Regions from separate parts of the Oryzias latipes genome. Here region 2 is linked to region 1. The links are chromatin contacts, called in public Hi-C maps. All regions are on one chromosome and are shown on one strand. The core of a region is the stretch at or near the end of the contact, and the rest is flanking DNA. Distances in the headings are between cores, read along the strand shown. Region 1 holds the start of fkbp8 (peptidyl-prolyl cis-trans isomerase FKBP8). Region 2 has its middle 25 kb from the start of LOC101167695.

Region 1 (7,944 bases), core at 2,427-4,926:
CCAAACAGAACCAGGAACAAGCACAAATTCAGAATGAACTGGTGGTCTGTTCATGTTTGTCTCATCTTTTTCTTGTCTCTTCTCTTTTTGCAGTATTCGCCCAACATGACGATGAGCGTGTGATTTTTTAAACCCTTTATCTTATTCCTGGAGGTTCATCTCCTGCCCCACTGCGTCTTGCATTACCCCTCCCCCCTCCCCGTCCTCCTCCGCCGCCTCGTGGACCCTGTTTGGTGTCCTCCACAGCTCCTTGGAGTTTCCTCGGGAAGCAGGACTCTCCTCAAAGCCCCTATCAGCTGTGAAACGGTGGGAAGCATGACTCCAGAAGGACTTTTTCCTCTTCCTCACATGGGCTCCACGGAGCAGTCAAAGGATCCAACCCTGCCTGGATGAGAACCAGAACTGGCTGTTGTGGGTGGTGTTCAGGCACATTCAGTCATTCAGCACTGCCCCCATGTGGACTATTCAAAAACTGCGCTAGAATTCTGATGTTTTCTATGATGATGATGTTGTGGTTTCCAGTAGTCTCCTGTGTGAAGGACACCTTTGGACCTCAGCAGCAACAGTACTGTTGGGACACGCTGCCAAATGCTCCGTTTTTCTGTTTACATCGTCCCCGTCTGGAAGATCCTCTCTAGAACTTCCTCTCAGCTTGTTTTTCCTTTTCCTTCCTAAAAAAATTTGCCCACACGTCTCTGGAACCAGATCAACCTGCCACTGCAGGAAACAGATTTTGATTCTGAGTTTCTGATCCCACTGTCCTGCATTCCAGAGTGACTCCTCAAGACGGACGTCAGCAAGCAGATGGAGGACGTCCTTCAGCGGGCTTGTTCATGTCTGCTGATGCCACATGTTTAGCGGGGAATGTGCTGGTTTTATTCTTATTTTTACCATATCAGTCTGTGAATTCTGAATCGAGTTCTTTCGCCTTCATGACTCCAAGCAGACAGTCGTTCCCTTTCCTTCGTCCTGCCTCTCCTGAGCTGATGGACCTTCCTGGAGCTTCGTTTCGCTTTGTCACATGTGAATTTCCCGCGTGGAAGGTTAGATCCCCCTCTCAGTGATGCTCCTTCCATCCACCGATTCCACGTGAAAGGCTTTACGTCGGAATGTCGAGGATGTTTGTTCATTTTGACTTTACATTGACGGCGGTGAAATCTGCAGACCAGGTGAAGACAAAGTCCTGGTTTTTCTCTTGGCCTTATCTGTTGCTCCTTCTGGTGAATGAAGCAAACCGTCAGCAGACAGCAGCTGTAGCCTCTTTGTGTGCTTGATCCACACGCGAGCTTCCTGATATCAATGTGAACCTACCGTCGACAGGGACACCTGCAGGATTTACTGATGGGGAATCCCTCCGGCAACCCCCTTTCTGACCTCCAGTTCCTCCTGAAGCCCCGCCCCTTTTTCTCCTGGTGTAAATACTGTAAAATGCATTTTGATATCATTGACATGTTTTCATGTCCGTCACAACCGGTGAGTCCAGCGGGAAGTAGAGTATAAATGTTTTCCATGAAGAAACATTTGGGTCATGAGGCTAAATTGGCTGAATGTACAGCAGACGGATGAAGACTTGTGTGGAGAGGGGGGTGGGACGGGGGCGGGCCGGCTGTGGCGTCCTCACTGTGCGCCTAGTGTGACGGCTGTTTTTAAAATAATTTTTAAGAAAAGTCTAGATTTCTTTCCCTGAAGGGCATCTCCTCACAAACGTGGGTCACCTCATATTACAGTTTTTAATATGAAGGATTTTTATCATGGAAAAAAAACTTTTAGAAGAAAAAAGATATTTTAAAAATCTTTTACAAATGTTATTTTAAATGAAGATCTGGATGTAAGAGTTCTGGGGAAGCTCGCCGGTTGGTCCTGTCGCCGTAAGTTGATCTTTGGCCATCTCTGTACTTCTATCGTGGTGTAAAATAATGTACCATTAGGAGGAGCTGTCCATGGTCCTCTCTGATATGAAGCAGTCTATTTCCTGGGTTTGCTTTGTATGTCATGGTAGGATAGTCCAGAATCTTGTCTTAGGGTTTTAGGTGTCTTGTGTATCAAAGATGTTCTTTGTATGTTTCTTTATATTGTAAAGTTTCTTTAAGCGGAAAGAAAAAAACGATTTGCTTATCAAACAGGAACAATGCATCAATAATAAATATCATCTGATTTTTCTCTGCTGTTTGAATCTTTTCCTAAATCCTGACATGAAGATCCTGTTTAAAACCAGGAACTTTTTGATGAAAGCAGGGTGTGTTCCACTCGACACAGCTGTTTTATTCCTTAATTAGAGAAAGAACACATCAGTCATGGGTATTTATACCACTTAGATACAAGTTTGTTAGCTTGAATCATAGGAGCTGATGTTTTTACAGAAGATCACTTTGTCCAAAGCAGGGGCATCAAACTGATTTTCAGCGAGGGCCACATCAGCGTGCCGGCTGTCCTGGGGCCAGCTATAACTCATACATGTAACTAAATGTAATGAAAAATAAATGTACATACTCTTTAATGTTAAATAACTCATTAGTTATTTATTATAACTTTTTAAAGTGACAATTACAGCGGCATAGAAAACATGTGTTTGCATGGTACTCTAGCATAAATCCTTTTACATTTGATTCTGACAGGTTAGGTTATATTGGCAGTGTTTAAGTCCTAATGGATAGTTGCCCAATCAGATATTTTCAGATTCCCCCAAGATATGAATAAATACAAACCAATTTGTATTTTTATTCTAAAAAACTAAAAACTTTTATGCTCTCGCGGCCCACAAAAAATGACATGGTAGGCCACATTTGCCCCCTGGGCCTTAAGTTTGACACATGTGGTCTAGAGTGAAGTAAAGAAATGTCTTTTGGGCTCATGACACCAAAAATACTTCCGAGTTCTTCCTTTGCTTAAAGTGAAAACTGCTAATAAGCAAAGTTTCCCGGACATTCTTGTTAAAAAATGTCCAATCGGCAGCACATCGGAGGCAGAAACAACACAGAGATCGTTTAAGCTTTAAAAGTAAAAATGTGTGAGGAAATCCAGGAAGAATCACTCACAGCTTTGATGACTAAACTTGCGTTTTCATCTTTCGCTATTCTTTGGTCACATTTGGATTTATGTGACACCAAAATCAGTTGAAATGTGTTTTATAGTTTACAGTCCAGAATGCAGCTGCTTCTTTTTCACAGGAACCAGAAAACATGAAGACATCAGAGATTTTACATTTCACCACCATCTGAAAGAATTTACAGGACTGACCAACAAGCAGTTCTCTGTTTTTCAAAGTAAAAGTTCTGTGCCAGCCACTGATTCTTTTACCACCCTTCAATCAGTGAAACACATTTATCAGTAAAACTCCTTTATTCATTTCAAATTTTTGTTTTTAACTAGTAACAATGTTTAAGTACATTATTTATTGTGTTTTTCTATCTTTGAAACTTATTTGGGCGAACTTGTCTGGTTCTTCGGTTCATCAAATGTTTAATAATGATTGGAACTGTGTGACATCAGGATCTAAAGCATAACAGATCTTTCTGCTCTAAAAGGTTCGCGTTTTCGTGGTGAAGGATGTTCTCCGTCGTTTCATGAGTGAGCACAGGGTGTTTTTTAATGGAACCATTAAGGGGGCTTTTAATCTGAAAGCAGAGAAAAGCTTCTTGAAACATTAAAGCGATGCAGAGTGCTGCTGCGCATGCGCGAGGATCTACCGCTGTGACGAAGTCAGCCTGAGTGTCCACTGTGGCCCTTCCCGTTGGCGCCGTGCGCTCTAGACTTTTCTATTCGCAGTCTAACTTCCTGCGTGAGCTTGAAGGATCGGGACGCGGCTGTTGGACCAAAACAAGGCTGGAGGTGAATGTTCGCGTTCTAATTTACAATTTTAAGAACTTTTCTGTGTGTGTTCCTTCGTTTGGAAGTGATTCTAATCGACGACTTCGTTTTGTCAAAATGTCAGTGTCACTAAAAACTCTTAGTTTGATGGATGCAAATAAGCTAAGCCGCTGGCTCATAGCTAGCTAACCCAGCCACCTTCAGCTAACGCTAGCATTAGCATGTAGGTTTTGACCGAGAAACCTCGTTACTTTTTAAAAACCCACGGAAACGTCAGGTTTTCTGAAGTTTGGAGTAAAACTGTCTGCATGCAATGTTGGGGAACTGTAACGGATATCCTGGTCGGTACGTTAACGTCAGATTCTGCTGTTTGAAGAGCTTTTCTGTGAAGCTCAGAGATAAGCGAACAGAAAACGAGCTTCCTCAGTTTGACTGTCTTCTCCAGAATGGAGACCGTGGAAGCTGCAGACGGCCGCGAAAACGCTTCTTCTTCTGCCAGAAAGAGCGGACAAACGTCGTTGCTGGACAGCGGAGAAGACTTCGAGGTTGTGGATGAAGAGGACTTTGATGAGGAGCCTCCTCCTTTAGAAGATGCGGGAGGTGGGATGGAGAAAAGTTCAGATGAGACGGCGAAGAGGTCTCCACATGAAGAACCAGAGGCTCCGGCTCAGCTGGATGAGTGGTTGGATGTGTTGGGTGAGTCTGGCACTTGTTTGGCCTCTTCCCGCTGATGTTTCTTGGAAGAGAGAACAGTTCTTCATTTGTCTTTTGAATCTGACAGGTTCTGGAAGTAGTTGTGAGTTCCAAACAAGCATTTGGTGGTAGTTCTTGACAAGCCAACAGTTCTCTCTCTGCAGGAAATGGCCAGCTGAAGAAAAAAGTCACGGCGCCCGGGAAGGGACGAGCCAGTCGGCCTCAGAAGGGTCAGAACGTACGGATCCACCTTAAAGCTAGCCTGATCGATGGGACTCTGGTGGAGGAGCAACCTAACTTCTCCTTCACTTTGGGAGATTGTGATGTTATCCAGGTAAACCCTTAGTGGTGATATATGTCAGGGTTAGCCCCAACGCTCAAAATTACGTCTGCAGGTCTTGTTTTGTGGATTTGTCTCCGGTCAAACGTCAGTCAACACTTTTCTTCCAGGCTCTGGATCTGACGGTCCAGCTTATGGAAATGGGAGAAAAGGCTCTGATCCAGTCAGATCCTAAATATGCATATGGAGACAGAGGAAGGTGGGAGATAAGCTACTCTACATCAAACGCTGCAAATTGGTGATATAGAGAATTTTAACCATCCTTTAGAAAGATGGTAGCAGAGCCCAGAGTCTGAGGAGCCTCCAAATGAAATACTTTTTATTTTACTCACAGGTGGTTTAGTAAGTGGGAGGGGCTTTTTGACACACGTGGTCAAAAAAGTCTTGACATGTCTCACATTTACATAAACTTGGGTCAATAAGACCTTAAAAAGCAAACATTTGTCTTTAATTCAAGAGAATCTGTGTCTTTTCCTGACATGGGGGTAAAGGAAAGGAATCACTGGGAAATAAACTGTATGGATCCCTGGAGATTCACAGAAACAGACTGACTATGCCATCCTTTTTTTTTTGTTGGGGGGGGGGGGCGCTGCTGTTTTTGCTTCAGTCACTAAACCTGCCTGTTTTTTTTTTTCTCGTGTCAGTCTTGAACCTCGTGTTCCTCCAAACGCTCAGCTGTCCTTGGAAGTGGAACTCCTGGAGGCCACTGATGCCCCCGATGTGGAGCTGCTGCCCCCCGCAGAAAAGATTGCCCTCGCCAGTCGTAAACGAGAGAGGGGCAACGTCCATTACCAGCGTGGAGACTATGCGTTTGCAGTCAACTCCTACAGCATCGCCCTGCAGATAGCAGAGTCCAGTTCCAAAGGTGAGACCTTCATGACGCCGTCCCGCTTTCCCGGCAATGAAAGCTCCTCCCCCTGATCATCTTGCGGTGACTGATCAGTAACTGCAACTTTAAACCAAACAATGACGTGAAAATCAAAGCCCTGCAGATGTGAATGAGTCTTCAGTGGATCTTTTTAGCTTTTTTGCTCTGATCTTAGATTGAGATTTATTTCAAACATGTGAAGCAATACAAAATAATAATAATAATACATATAAAAAGAAGGAAGTTTGATATTGTCGTTGTGTTTTGTGGGACAGTGGACATCCGGCCGGAGGAGGAGGACGAGCTGCTGGATGTGAGAGTGAAGTGTCTGAACAACATGGCCGCCTCTCAGCTGAAGCTGGACCATTACGATGCTGCTCTGAAGTCTTGCGTTTCAGCTCTTGAGCATCAGCCAGACAACATAAAGGCACTTTTTCGCATGGGCAAGGTTGGCCTCAGTCCCGGAGCTTCTTGCTGCTGCTGAATGTCTGCTAAATGGTTGTTCTTTCCTCTAGGTTCTCTCTTTGAAAGGTGAATACACAGAAGCTATTCAGACCCTGAGGAAAGCACTGAAGCTGGATCCCAGCAACAAGGTCATTGAACTGTTTTCTCTTGGCAGATTGTCATTTTTACATTTGGCCAGTAGGTGGTGCCACAACCTAGACTATGGGTTGCAGCAGGCCACGTGGTCTGCTGAGTCAACATATGTGGAGATCTGTTTTCATGTTGCTGCTGAAAATAGGTTCACCCTAAGGCTGGGCTAATGCCAAGCCAGTGTTTGCTTCTGCTTCTGCACTGGTTAAATGTGGTTCTGCAGCCATACATGGACACAGCCGGTTCCAGTGTGTAGGCTTCCTGGACCAGCTGAGGCCCAGAACCATCGCTGTAGTCCCACTCCAATCTGTCAGACTGGAGCAGCCAACACACGAGATGTTTGATCTGTGGTGTTTACTCCTCTGAGAGACGCTGTGTGTCTGAAAATGTTTTATCTCAACATCCCTGAGGTGACCTTTTGCATGGACACCTGCATGCATGTTGGTGCAGATTTCCTGAAATGGATGAAAGTGTTAGTTTTTGCTGAAGGTGAAGGTTTTCTTTCTGGAAGTTCAGACAGAAACTGTTGAGCCTCCTGCTGCTCTAAGGACACGTGACCTTAAACGGCTCATCAGCATCTGCTGCAAACCGGGATTTCAGAATCAGAATCAGCTTTATTGGCCAAGTGCAGTGCTGTACAAGGACTTTGGCTTCGGTGTCTTGTGCTCTCGCCCAAACTAGAAAGATATGAAAAAAATTTAAAGGAGTAAGACAGGAGAGGATAAATGATAAAAATAAAGTACTATGAGGTAGACGTAGGAATATTTAAACATAACTAAATAAATAAATGCAACAGTAAAAATGTAGCAGTAGTTCTGGTGTGACAGTTTCTGTGGTTTTGTTCCGTGTTCTTGAGTGGTCTGTTGTCAGGAGTTCATTAGAGTGACAGCTCGGGGGAAGAAGCTGTCCTTGTGGCGAGTGGTTTTGGTGCACGTTGTCCTAAAACGCCGCCCTGACGGGAGAATGCTGAAAAGGTAATGTCCGGGATGAGAGGGGTCCTCTGCAATTCTGCCAGCCCGCTTCCTGACCCTGGACCAGTACAGGTCCTGATGGAGGAAGAGTGGAACCAATAATCCTCTCAGTAGATCTGATGATTCTCTGAAGTCTGGTTCCTGATCCAAACCCGACCGTGATGGATGTGGTCAGGACAGATTGGATTATTGCAGTGTAGAAGATGGTCAGCAGCTCCTGAGGCAGGTTGAACTTCTTGAGTTGTTGCAGGAAGAACAACCTCTGCTGAGCCTTTTTCCAGAGTGGTGGTCCCTAGGAACCTGTGTGAGTCTGTGGAGGGTACAGTGCTGTTGAGAATTGTGAGGGGGAGGGGTTCCTCCTGAACTCCACTGTTATCTCCACCGTTTTAAGTGGGTTCAACTCCAGGAGGTTCTGGCTGTCCCAGAGGACTAGCCGCTCCACTTCTCCTCTGTATGCAGTCTCATCACCGTCCCGGATGAGCCCAATGACTTCTGTCGTCTGCGAACTTCAAGAGTTTCACAGTGGGTCTTACAGAGACGAGAATAGTACTATGCAGTCTTCCAACACTTTTCGTGGTTTCGTCAGCTAGCCTGTTGTTTTTTTTTCCAGCAGCCACAAGTTTCTAAAGGATCCAAAAACTGCAGTACAAGTTGTCGTTCTCCCAGAAGCC
Region 2 (7,944 bases), core at 2,868-5,367, 100 kb before region 1:
ACATGCAGTCCTGCATTTTGTGAGTGGTGTTTTGTTTGGTTGGTAAGGCACTATGAGGTCTTTAATATAGGATGGGGTCATACCATGTAAGGCCTTGTAGGTTAGCCTATTTTAAACTTGATTCTTGATTGGTCTATAGTTGGCCAAGTTGTTCGGATCTAAACTGCACTTTTTCAGAAAAGGATTAACAACTGCATGTTTTGAAATCATTATGGGATGGCCAAACAACCTACGGTTTGGCGACCATTTTGTGGCGAACTCTGAGAATTGGCGTTTTTCGAGCTTCTTACAATATGGGAAAACGACATTTTTGTTTTTGCGATTTTCACGAAATTTCACACACATGCCGCCAGGTTGAGTCTGCAAAGATTACAAAGTTTTGTTGACCTTTGACCTTGGAAAGAGGCCGACAAATTAAATAAATAAATAAAAATAGCAACTTTAGTACCAGGTTCAAACAAAAACTCCTCCTAGGGATTTTTATCGATCATCTTGTAACTTCTCGGCCATCAATGGCATGCTACTGTGCAAAAAATGCTGGAATTAGAAGTTGTAGTTTTTGAATGGCGTGTGTGTGGCGAGTTTGCAACTGTTGCGAACTTAGCTAGCTCGCACATTTTTTATCAGAATGTCGTAAACATGGAACAAGCTATTCCCTGGCCCAAGCTGAGGAAAATTATGTAACATACGACAATATTAACATTGTGGGCGTGGTAACAAAAAAAACATCGTAAAAAAATGTGCTGAGTCAGCTAAAACTAAAAAATCCGGAAAAGGTTTTTTGGAATCGACTAACAAAACCTATTTGCCCTTGTCTGGGTTATCCAAAGGAAGTTTGTAATCATTATGGGATGGCCACACGACCTACGGTTTGGCTGGGGTCGGGTCAAAGGTGGGTGGCGGTGGTGCAAAGAGGCAGGCAGCGAGGGCGAGGCAGGTAGCACCTGCGGACCATACACCGCTGCTCCCGGCTTTAATTTTATTTTACTCTTGAGATCATGTGGTTATTAGACCACTTTCACATCCCCCTTTTCTGAGGTTTCTACGTCCATCCTCTGCAAATCCTCCTGTCGCTTACATATCAGCAGCACATCCCAGCACTGTTGCAGTAGCATCAAGCACTTCTCCTCCTCCAATAGAGTCAGTTGAACTGCCATCTCCTTTAACCCTTGTGCCATCCTAGTCACTTTAACATTGAGAGTTGGGGTCATCTAGACCCACTAGACAGTGCACTGAACCTTTTTTTTCAATGATTTGTGATTTTCACTGGTGTTCATGGATTACATGAAATCTTTCCACCTTTATCCACCTTTGTCATGGTAGGGAGAACACGACAATGTAAGGGTGGGGTCATCTAAGATAGCACAAGGGCTAACAGATAAGGTAAGTGCAGGATAGCTGCAACCTGCTTTGAGAATCTCTGCCATTCTCCCTGTTACAGGAAGCATTGATTAAAACTTACTTGATAATAGAATTATACAACAATACCATACTCGAGTGCACTATTATTTACTACACTACGATAATAAAACTTCTAAGTGGACTTGTCATCATAAGCGGAAACCACGTGTCCTCAAAACAGTTGTCAAATGATGATGTTGTAAATGACTTTGCTGCAAGAAAAACCAGAAGAGTCAAGCTGTAGCTGCAGCAGGTTTAGTCAGATTGAGATGGTGGTGTTGTAGTTATTAAGTAATTAAAGTTAAGGCAGTAGCGAAACACTGCCTTGCCTTTGTAAGGTCATCTTTTAAATAAAAAAAAAAATAATCCCATTTTTATGTCTTATATCTTATTTTTTTATAAGTTAATGTCACTTGTTTACATGCTTTATTGTATACTTTAAGCTATTTGTATTGTATTTAAAATGTTTGCTTCTTTCTTTAATTCTTTCTAAGTATAAAATTGCCTTATTTAAATAAATAAAAATTGCCATGCAACACTGGAAAGGTGAACTCAAAATGCCGTGGCTGACTGTTGTAACTACCCCCACCACCCCATCCAGAGGTGGATTGGAGCTGCCAAACATCCAGACACTATAGATGAAGAGGGGAATGTCATCTGTTGTAGCGCCACAACTTGACTGAACCGGCCTTGTCTGTGCACTGAAGGGGTTTGCAGGATTAGTCTGCGTTGGGATCTCACTGAGAAACAGGAGAACAAGAGAAAAATATTTTGTCGTGTTCCAACCTCTTACTGAAGCATCTGGTTAAAATAAACCCTTTTATAAATAGACATGCAAGAAGAGATTAAAAAACTTAAAGGGATGGGTCTTCTGTGCCGCGGCGGGCTGACTCATTCAGAACAAATTGGCTTGTCGTCGGCCTGTCAGTCGCTTTGTGTTGACGCAGCGAAAGCCAAACAGAGTTTATGGTCATATCCGCCTCTAGTCTAGCCCTGGACAACACACGTCACAAGAGCGGAAGTTTATCACCTGATGAGAGCTCTGACTGTTCTTCAAACACAGCAGTAAACGGCTGAACGTTCACTGACTACAGCCAGCTTTTACCATCAGAGAGCACTCATCTAAGAGCATTCATATTCATAAATCTTCCCAAACGTGATTAAAAAAAAGTAACTGTGCAAAGATTTTTGGTTGTTTTTTTTTACTGTTTCCTTCTGACACCAAAGCCTCATTCAAGACCCCCAACGCATCAACTGCAGCTCAGCTAAGCATCCTCAGGGGGCGCTATGGATTCAAGTATGAGCGCATTTGGCCTCAATATTACTGCTGAATGGGTGGTTTGATCTGAGAGGCAATGTTCCACTCGAATGCTCCCTCCCAGTAGCAGAAAGCCATGTGCTGCTCTTATCTGGCCAGACCTGCCGACCTGCAGTGCATTCAACAAGCTGGCGCGTGCGGGCATGCCGCCACCGCCAAGTGTGTGATGAAATGAAGGGCATGATGGGAGAGGAGACTGTGAAGGAAGGTGGAGTTTATCAGTGGGATGAAGTGGATGCTCTGTTGAGTTTCAGCGAATTCACTCAAATGTTGCTTTAATTATATCGAAATGTAAAGTTGTACTCTGGGAAAGGAACCTGAACATTCTTCATTAAAACTACCCAAAACTGAAATATTAACACTTAGATCCTTAAAAAATCAACTCAAATCCTTTTTCTCTCCAGAGGACATGTGAACTTTTTTCTTTGATACTCCCATCTTCAGTATTCATGTTTGAAATGGTTAAATGCAGCCACAGCTCCCATTCAGGTAGAAAAGATGTACTAAAAGGTTCTCCTAAAGGATGGAGTTATTTTGTTTTGGGCTGCAGATGCTGCAGCTTGATCATCTCCTGTTTAGAAGAAAACAGAACAATAATAGCTTCAATTCTAAACAATATTTGTTTTTCAGCCTTTTTTTCCAGAACTGCGGTTATTCCATGTATGAACCAGCAATTTTTTATGGTTTTAAAATAAAATAACAATTTTGATGAGTGTTAAATATGAGTTTCTTGCTTTGTGTTTTCTGAGCACCCTCCCTTATTGAGAAAATAATAAAGAGGGACAGGTTCCTGCTCATCTATGGCACTTTTTGTTTACGTGATTAGAAAAACATCATATTTACCCAATCATTATTTTCTTCTGAGGAAGAAATCTATAATTTCCACTTTTTTACTCAAAGAATTTTAATGATTATCCTAGGTAATAGGGGCATCAGATGTACTGTAGCTGCCTTCTAAGGCGCAGAGTCTCGCTATGGCAAGCAAAAGGTATCATAAAACACCAGGAAGCATGTGTGACACGTGTCGATCAGAAAAGCACGATTCTGTGGCAAATACGTTTTAAAACGGGGGGGGGGGGGGGGGGGGGGGGGTTACTGTCCACATCAATTGCTTCCTGTCTTTCACGCGCTTAGTCAGGAAGAACCTCCAGAGAGGACTTAGTTGTATCATCACTGACTTTATTTCCCCACAACATTTGTCATAACCCCCCGATGCCCCCAAAGATTCAATCAGAGCTGTCAACAACGTCACATTCCAAGCACCCCCCCCCCCCTTCCCCTTTAGTCTTTTCCAGACGCACCACTCCTGCGGGCGCACGCGGGGAGACACACATGCACAGCGCCGATGCGTCCAGAGCCGTCCGACACGCCGCTCTCTCCAAACGAAGCAGCGAGCAGAGCCAGACGGTTTCAAGCTGCCCTCTCTGTGAATCGATTCTACTATGAGCCCACACGAGCATCCTCTCACGGAGGCGGGGGTGGCCGCGGCAACACCTTATTCCTGTCTGCTTAGAGCCCTCTTTTCATCTGAACAACAAAAAGGCTGCAAATATCGCTTCAACTTTTTCATGTATGTTTGTCTAGAAAGGAAAACATAACAATTTTTTTTCATGCTCTCATTACCTATGTTACTTCGCACCACCCCCGGGTTTCAAAATGGAACATTCTACAATTTATTCCAGAGAAAGACTGACAGTTTTTTTGGGTCATGAAGCCGCCGTTCAAGTCAGTAGCCTGCACCCCCTCCGCTGGAATAAGAAATTAGTCAATGTAAAACTAAATAACTGAGGCTTTTGGCTGATAAGGTGGATACCCCCCCCCCCCCCCCCGATACACACAAGCACAAATAACCACATACACACAAAAAAAAAACCCCACAAAAAAACAACAGATGAACCCAATGAAAACAAATGTCCCCAAAGTGCTTTCATCAAAATTTCAAGCAAGCTGTCCAGAGTTAGACCAAAAGCAGGACTTAATGTAGCTCACCGGGATGTAAAAGTGTTACCTAACAGTTTTATATTTTAATTTATTAAGTCCCTAAACGTAAGATGACAACACATCCCTCTTTTATCAATGGTAATTAAAATCACATTAGTATAATTGAAAAGCTTCGATCATCTCAGGCTCGGTAACGTGTGTTCAAGCGACCACCAATAAAAAGTCAATGTAAACCCATGCATGTGCACTTTTCAGGCTTCTGCGTCAAAAAATCTTGCGTTCAATTGACCCTTCGCAGGTTTTTAAGTCAAGTTTTGGATTTTTTGTACAAAACCCATGACTATTGAAGGTGTGTCAAAGTCAAACCAGTGGAACCTTGACCAAATAGATGTAACATTTGCAACTTTTTCCCAATTTTAATAACTTTTAGACACTCAGGAAAGGATGATCGACAGAAAACACCAGACTGAGAGGCATCTGACGTGTGGAGTTCCAAATCACTTCAGTATGTGTTATTGTTGCAGTTAGATCATCCTTATGGCATTCTCATTTGACTATTGTGCTGGTCAAACTGCTTGGATTATGTCTGCCTCTTTTTAGCATATGTGTTTAGCATATTAGAAGTCTGTTGATGAAGCAATTCTTCTATTTTTAAAAATCTAACTTGCAATTAAAAAAAAAAGTGAAAATTCTTGACACAATATCAATGCCACGTTGCAGGAAATGATGATAATTTTTTTCCTGCAGAGGCCTGCAAGTGATGTAAAAACATCTCAGGTTGGAGAAACTCCCCTTAAAAACAATCATGCTTAAGTAGGTAAAAGTAGTCGTCGAAATATTTACTCAAGTAAAAGAAAAACAGAAACTCAAACATACTGCTCATGTAAAGGCCGTGTCACACAGCCACTACATACATTTTTCCGCGTATATGAAATTTCGGCCTTTGGTGATACATGCGTGATAAACGTAATCCATAAATGTTTCTTGCCTTCGTCATTCATCGATGTGCGCAGATGTCCGTCAAGGGTTTCGGTCAATGGGTCTTTACGTGAATTCAGTTTTGAGCTGTTCAAAATTTTCGGCGGGTTGAGAATTATGCAGTTTACGAGTATTTTATGTAGTTTATACGCAATTGTTACATAAATCTTACGTAATTGGGTATGATTTCTGTGAGATGCCTACATAAATTTGTGTCTTTCAACGACCGTTCCCCGTATGTCAAACAGACTTTTCACACGTGTACCACCATGTATACGTTTTATATCGCATATACAGCGTACATAATTACGTAATGGATGCACGAATCAGTAATGACTTGCATGTAAACAGTGCAGTAATCACACACGTGTTATAGTCTATGTTGATTTACCTGTTCTTTGCATGGTTTATTTGTACTTCTTCCGTGCTTTTAACGTCATTCATGATACATCTGTGAAAATGAGTTACGTATATCATGAATGTATCACTAAATAATGAAATTTGGTACATGGAAAATGTGCAAAACGTCTGAACTGACCAACCAATAAGAACCTTTCTTCCGTCTGTGACCACTGGCCAATCAGCAAGTTGCCACTCACAGAACACAGTAAAATTCTTCTCAGGAATACAGTTTTTACTAAAAATGACTTAGATAAATGTAACTAAATGTAACATGTAATATCTCTCTATGCATACTATTAGAATTTTACTAAAAAGGCTGCTTATGTCAAACTCCTGAACAACCTTTATGGCTTCCAGTTTCCAGGGGTTTTCACGTGTGGGACTTCCATTGTGGAGTTACTAAACAAGGAGTGGGACTTCCTATCTGCTGTGTGCAGCAGCATCCTTCTTTCTTAGCAGATATGAGAGATTGAGTTGCCCCATGTCTGAGCAGTGCCGATACGGATCCAGAGTCAGGGCTTAAAGATGGATGCAGCTCTGCCAGGAATGGGACTGCTGCTGGGGGGAGGTGGAGCGGGTCTTGTTGTTCATCAAATAGTGAAGAGATGAGATGCTATCAGACCAGGAGGTGTCTGCTTTGCTCTAAAGCCTGTACGCTGCGCACATCAGTGAGTTTACGCTCAGGATAAACAGTGACCCTGGGTTGGAATCCACTAGCTGGCCAAGTGCGAGCTGTGTAGATTACTGGAGGTTAACTGTAGTCTCTGCATTTGTTTTGCTCCTCAAGCAGATCCCAATCAAGCCAAATCTTATTGTTATTATTGCTAACTGTGGAGAGAGATTTCAGAGAACTATTATGTCTTTTAACAGATCATTTGCCTGGAAATGGTAATGTTCAGGAGTATGAGCCCAGCACGCTCACAGGTGCGTACCTACAAATGGAAAAAGCCTCCTTGTCGATATCTCTGAAGAAGACCTTAAGGTGGGAAATGAAATGCTCAGCACTCAATAGAGGACTTCAATGCATTTATTCATCTGCATAGAAATGCATTGCAGCTGCAGCAATGCATGGCTAAGAGAAAAGGACCATTGCAGTGAAGTTTCATACTTTCATCAAACAGGATTGTTTCTTTGAATTGTAAGGGTACTGTTGTTTGGTTTGGTTTTTCTTGCTTTGGTCATGTTCTTAATTGGCCTTTGTCCAGGGTGTCAATTCAGCGCCTAAAGTATTGCGCATTAAAACCATAAAACCGCGAATCAAATTGTTTAAATTGAGAACCAAAACCCACAATTAGCAACCAAAAGCTATAACCCAAAGCACAATCCTATTTCTCAGCTGCCGATTTGTTTTCTCACCATTCTGAAATCATCGTTTTGAGTTGCGCTTTTATTTTTTGTGGTTTTGATTCTAAAAGCTGTCGACACGTAAAATCAGTGTCACGTCAGTCAAGGGGAGGGGAGGTGGGACATCTCTGGCAACCAGAAGCTCCTTGGCTACCGAATAATTGCAAGTCTTACGTCAACAAACCACTTTCAGAAGGTTTATCATGTTTATCAAATCTTTTACTTTATCGTTTAATATTAAACGATCAAACGTGTAGTTTATGTAACCGGAGGACGCCAGCACTGTCCTGCATGTGTCCAGTGGAAGAGGGCCAATAAAAAAAGAGTTAACAGGCTATAGGGAAATGGACAAAAACTCATTCAGACATGGCAGAAGGACAGAGGGGAAAGCTTCCAAGAAGGCACAAGACGAAGTAACATGCTGGAGGAAAAGAGGACAGCTCTTTACACTCCGGCACCAGGTGGAGGACATAAAGGAGCTTAAATAGGAGGAGACAAAGTTAAAGTGAGTCAGGCAATTGGGTGACTGTAGTGCAGAGTGCATTGTGTGGGGGCAGAGC

Evidence for each region. Hi-C and Micro-C count contacts between places; a contact is called where the count stands out from the background.
Region 2: a contact with region 1 is called in a Hi-C map of gastrula embryo, with 2.2 times the contacts expected there. The contact joins the enhancer-like site here to the promoter of fkbp8 in region 1. A contact is called at or near these places in 4 of 5 Hi-C or Micro-C datasets (embryo, fibroblasts and gastrula embryo).

What each region holds. Positions count from the first base shown.
Region 1 is chr4:8,040,792-8,048,735 of ASM223467v1, reverse strand. It overlaps fkbp8 (peptidyl-prolyl cis-trans isomerase FKBP8), which reads left to right and starts at 3,676. Exons shown (of 9, transcript XM_011473851.3): 1 at 3,676-3,828; 2 at 4,253-4,503; 3 at 4,665-4,834; 4 at 4,951-5,039; 5 at 5,485-5,705; 6 at 5,984-6,156; 7 at 6,224-6,301. The coding sequence starts at 4,254. It overlaps LOC101167440 (single-stranded DNA-binding protein 3), which reads left to right. Exons shown (of 17, transcript XM_023954125.1): 17 at 94-2,160. The coding sequence ends at 123.
Region 2 is chr4:8,144,429-8,152,372 of ASM223467v1, reverse strand. No RefSeq gene overlaps it. Among protein-coding and RNA genes, the nearest start is that of LOC101167695, 25 kb to the left of the region's middle. Within about 2 kb of position 4,117, at least 7 of the 8 cell types and tissues checked have an H3K27ac peak or open chromatin away from gene starts, as enhancers often do. A contact at or near this core is called in embryo and gastrula embryo, where this site is marked.